2 separate regions of the Danio rerio genome follow, and region 1 is linked to region 2. Evidence: chromatin contacts called from public HiCAR-type data. All regions are on one chromosome and are shown on one strand. Each heading gives the region's core, a stretch centred on a gene start, on an enhancer-like site or on the middle of the called end of the contact. The rest is flanking DNA. Distances are from core to core; before and after follow the strand shown. Region 1 has its middle 50 kb from the start of id3. Region 2 overlaps asap3 (ArfGAP with SH3 domain, ankyrin repeat and PH domain 3).

Region 1 (2,700 bases), core at 70-2,569, 140 kb after region 2:
ATTAGAAACAAACAAATGGTCAACCAAAAACTAACTCAGGTTTATACAAAGAGCGGCCTAAACAAAATACATACATTCCTAATATATGAGTCCCATTTCACCCTCAATACATTGCAATTACTGTAGTATAAATACAGCACTGCAACATACAAAAGCGAGAGATCTACTTAGAATGTCACTCACCAATTTTATAATGTTTTGATCAGCTGTAGTTTGAAAATACGCCAATCTTTTCTCCTCTAAGGGCTTATTATGTGGTCTCTGTCGCCATCTTGTGAATGGACAATGTCAACCGTCTTTGCTCAGCTCAAAAACAGGCTGAAGGCTGCCGATGCACTGTATCTCAGAAATGATACCCATTTAAAATAGGCACTATACTTTTATTTATTTAAAAGTATAGTGCCTATTTTAAATGGGTATCATTTCTGAGATACAGTGCATCGGCAGCCTTCAGCCTGTTTTTGAGCTGAGCAAAGACGGTTGATGCAATAGATGCAATCTAAACAACTGCATTCTTGCCCAGAAAAAACCTTAAAGTTACATTATGTTGTCCAACAGCAGCAATATTTGTCAAACTGTAGTGAGTTTATTGATCTGCTGTCACGCTATGTGGGCAATACAGAAGAGTGAGGAAGCTGTACGTGTTCTGAGATTGCAGAATATTGCATGACTATCAGCAAATCAGACAAGACTGTTGTTTAAATATATAACACAATACAGTGCAGAGGATAATTCTAAACATAGGTGAATAAAAATACTTTAAATAACCAGATTATGTTGTTTCATTTGTAGTTTTTTTTTTATTGTGAGAAACTGCATGATTTTGCCACGTTTCTCCCATTTTCATTGCAATTTCTTTCGAACTCATTTAAATCTCTAAGAGTTTTGTTGCTTGTATAGGAACTCTATGCCAAACTCGAACCCTTCCTAACAAATTTTACAGCACTGCTTAATAATAGTCACATTGTCAAGATCAGCCATTATAATAAACACATTTACTCCAAGGTCGCACTGTGCTTTTTTGGCCTATAAATGGTCAGTTCAACATGGGACTCAACCGAGTACCATTATTTCACCACACTATTAAGGTTTAAATGTTTCTCATACACAACAGAAACCCTTATTAGTGACACCAGAGTGACCTCTAACAAAACACCAACAGGCAAACCAGTTTATTCGCCTTCTGGAGTCCTAGCTTATAAAGATTCATGACCTTTGCCCTTTTAGTAACAACACCACACACACACAACCACTCTCTCTCTCTCTCTCTCTCTGAGGGGAATATCAGAGTGTGTCATCGTGTCCGGTCGACACACACACACACACACACACACACACACACGTGCATGTGAGTGACTGAGTGACTCTCCACTGCACCTGTGTGTGTGAGAGAGTCTCAAGACAGGAAACACAGAAATAACTGCCGAGTGTCTTCATCCTGTGTGTGTGTGTGTGTGTGTGTGTGTAAGAGAGAGAGGGAGGAGTCAGTCAGACACTTGCACCTGGACAGTTTGGCTCTGTCACACTCGCTGCCTTCATACTGTTCGCTCAGAGTCACCATCAGACGCAGAAGGAGAGATGGAGGGAGGATTAATACAGGCACAGAAAAACATTTTTGTTTTAGCAGGGTCAAAAATTGACTGTTGGACTCACCTGTCAATGAATGACAACAGAGGAAAAAGTACCGAAAAATCATCCACAAGTAAAGGTACCATTACTTGCCAAAAAATATAGTAGAATAGTTCAAAAGTAAATAAATGCATCTGTTCTAAATACTACAGCAAAAGCAAAAAGTAAGTATTCTAAAAAGCTCAATTTAATATGAGAACACACACAATACAATAACAAACTTGCCTATAATAAGCCAATAAAAAGCGTTTACATGCCGAGCAAAATTTGTGTAACCATAAATGGCAAAAATCTAGCTGTGATGTTATGTTACGGCTTAGGTTATACAGTATGAACTTTGACTAAGAAGCTATGAGTGTCCAGCAGTTGGCACCACAAACCAGCACTGATAGAATAGGCCTGCATGTAATGTGTCCACATGTTTGAAAACGTAACATTCTGTAGTGCATTTACTTATCGTTTAAGGCCATTTGGCGATTTCAGTCATCACAGGGATCCTTCATCTTTTCATAAGGGATATGCAGTCTAGCTTGGTGGCTTAGGTGTTAGCACTGTAGCCTCACAGGAAGAAGGTTACAGGTTCGATCCCCAACTGGAATTTCTGTGTGGAGTTTGCATGTTCTCGTGTTTGCGTGGGTTTCTCTGGGTGCTCCGGTTTACCCCACAGTCCAAAGACATGTGGTGTAGGTGAATATAATAATCTAAATTAGCCGTAGTGTATATGTGTGAATGAGAGAGTATGAGTGTGTCACAGTACTGGGTTGCAACTGGAAGGGCATCTTCTGCGTAAAAACATATAGTAGTTGGCGGTTCATTCCGCTGTGGCAACCTCTGAAAGATCAGAGACTATAGGAAAATGAATAAATATGCATACTAATCAGTCTCTTGATTGTCTTGTGATATGATTTTTCTATGAAAAATTTGATTGGATGGCAACCGTTGGATTGATTATTATGCCAATCACAGTAGACAAGGAAAACATAAGTAGAGACTGTGAGTTGAATGAAAGCAGTGGAGTAAATGTACTGGTACAAAACTACTTAGTAAAGTACAGTTCCAGAGAAAAAGTAC
Region 2 (2,700 bases), core at 43-2,542:
TTCATACGCAATTTTAAAAACATGTGTCTTAACACGCTTTTTAAAAACATCAATGCTGGGGGATCCTTTTACTTCATTTGGGAGACAATTCCAAATATTTGGAGCATAGTAACTAAAAGAAGTGCCGCCAGATCACATCAGGTTTACAGAGTGAAATTCTAAAAGTCCAGCACTAGAAGAGCGTGGTAACAAACGAGAAGATATTTTGAAGAATGTTCCTATTGACTTCAACTGTAGGTAAAAAAAATGCAATGAAAAACAATGGATTACCAAATCATATAGATCTGTAATAACACAGGAGTGAATAAATGACAGATTTTGTTTAGTTCAGATTTTTTTAGTGAATTATCCTTTAAACCAGGCCCAGACTAGGTCCTGGAGAGGCGGTGCCCTGCAGAGTTTAGCTTCAACACACCTGCCAGGAAGTTTCTAGTTTACCTAAGAACTAGTGGGTTATGTTATTTCTAACTGCAGTTAGAGCTAAATTCTGCAGGACACCGCCCTCTAGAACAGAGTTTGGGCACCCATGCTTTAAACAATACTGATAGCTCATATGTAGTTCATTTTTTTTAATGCAACTGTAAATGACAGTAAAACTAAAATCTACAATAATAATAATGTACAATACTGAGGAAATATCTGGCCTCAAGTTAAAGCAAACGCAGAATTGCATTGACTAACCTGACAGGTCCTCTTTGACTCTGGGGTGAGGTGGAGTGATTTTTGCCCTCTGCCCCTGAGAACGGCTGTCCCTCCCAGAACACGGTCTGTCTCTGTCCTTTAGATGGCCCGGTGCTGTGAGAGCGTGCAGGTGTGGGTCCACAGGGCTCTGGAGGTGTGGTGCTAATTTTCTGAAAGCAACCCGTGGGATGAGAACTCTGGCGGTACGGAGTGTGAGTCTCTGGAATGGAACCCGAAATCTGAGGATCTGAACGTCCTGTGGGGACACATATTACCTATGACCGTGCTGTGGTTTGTCTGGAATAAACCTGCAGGGTTTCTATAGAAATCTACATATGCAACCAGCTCACTTCATCTTTTCAAATAAAATAAAATAATTTTTGTTTGTCTATTCAATTTTGATCAGCTCAACATTCAGCTCTTTTGTCGATGCTTAATTCCAGACTTCAGCAATTAAAGGCTGATAAACAGCATCTTACCTCTCTGTATTGCTTTAGCTGGTAGTGGAGGTGGCATGTGACCACCAGTGGGGGCGCTGTTGTTGGGTGGATTTCGATATAGGAAGTCAATGTTCTCATAGGTTCTGGCTGGACAGCTTTTATTTAAATTCCACGCAGAAGAGCAGTGCCCGTTCACACCAGTAGGGGGAAGTGGAGACCGTGATACTTTAGGATGAGGACTTGCCTAAACAATGACATTGAGCATTTGTATTTAGATTTGGAATAAAAAAAAAAGAGAAATCTGTTTTCCTGAGGACTACTTTGCTAATACAAAAATTCATATAGTATGAAGTCATAACAGACCCTTTCATCCAGATCGTCTTCACTGTCATACATGTCCTGTGGCATCTCCCATGTGTATTCAACATGGATCTGAGAGTTAAACTTCCCACTGTGTGCCAATTCCAACTGAACATACACAAAAAAGATAAGAAATATCATAGCCGGCTCACATGGTTACAGTTTTGACAAGACTGATATAAATAAGATACAGCAAAACAAAAACTTTATAATCAACCATCGGGGACTGCATGACCCCGGCCTTTAATTTGGCAGAAATGATATTAAACTGCATCATTATTGTATGCTTGCTTTATGTGATGATATAATTATATGCAGGGGATGTTGCTTAAGAACACAGTCATATGAGACTTCAGGATATTAAACAGGATAAAGTTTAACCAAGTCAACCTGGAGATAATATCTGTACAAACATGTGCTCGCATACACAGACAAAGCCAATAAAAGCTTTGTATCAGCAGTCTGTGTACGTGTACAACATGTGAAACTCACCAGTTCAATACACTGCATGTGCTGCAGTCTCTTGGCAATGTCAAGAGCCGTCTCGCCCGCAGAGTTCACTACAATAAGAACAATAGAAGATCACAATCAGACAAAAGATTTATTTGTCTACCGAACTACATTCCTGAATGTGTGTCAATCATGCTCATAGTTGCACAGTCTGTTTATATATCTACCCGTCCATCCATCTATCTTATCTATGTACATGTCCATTTATTCTTTCATCCATCCCTCCACCCATCTATCCATCTGACTACCCAACCATTTTTCCACACACCTATCCATTCATCTTTACACCCAACCACCCACCCACCCACCCATCCATCCATCCATCCATCCGTTTATCTATCCATCTATCTATCTATCCATCTGTCTGTCTGTCCGTCCATCCGTCCATCCATCCAGCCAAAAAGGGAAGGAGACAAATGTAACTTTTTTCTATTTATTACAAAACAGTACTGCAAGAAACTTTTGGTTTTAATAAACAAAATGTAAAACCTGTATTTTTAATCAAAATAAAATGAAGAAATAATCAGCTGAATAAAAATAAATTGTAAAATATTCAGTACTGTAAAACATTCACTGTTACTACAACTGTTGCTGATAATGCTAAATGTATAAATCTAACAATCTACTTTGTATAGCCCTTATTTATTTTTAAGTCTCATTTTCAATGAATGATTCAGTTATTTACTTGTACAATTTTTTGTTTCATTGC

Evidence for each region. HiCAR-type assays count read pairs that join an accessible place to other places.
Region 1: a contact with region 2 is called in a HiCAR-type map of caudal fin, with 4 times the contacts expected there. The contact joins two enhancer-like sites. A contact is called at or near these places in 6 of 18 Hi-C or Micro-C datasets (caudal fin, embryo, gastrula embryo and 2 more) and 1 of 4 datasets of contacts at active chromatin or transcription factors (caudal fin).

The regions. Positions count from the first base shown.
Region 1 is chr17:28,808,367-28,811,066 of GRCz12tu, forward strand. No RefSeq gene overlaps it. Among named protein-coding and RNA genes, the nearest start is that of id3, 50 kb to the left of the region's middle. Within about 2 kb of position 1,320, at least 34 of the 62 cell types and tissues checked have an H3K27ac peak or open chromatin away from gene starts, as enhancers often do.
Region 2 is chr17:28,673,124-28,675,823 of GRCz12tu, forward strand. asap3 (ArfGAP with SH3 domain, ankyrin repeat and PH domain 3) reads right to left here. Exons shown (of 26, transcript NM_001365099.1): 20 at 1,974-2,041; 21 at 1,485-1,589; 22 at 1,161-1,365; 23 at 682-901. Among named protein-coding and RNA genes, the nearest start is that of asap3, 41 kb to the right of the region's middle. Within about 2 kb of position 1,293, at least 5 of the 62 cell types and tissues checked have an H3K27ac peak or open chromatin away from gene starts, as enhancers often do.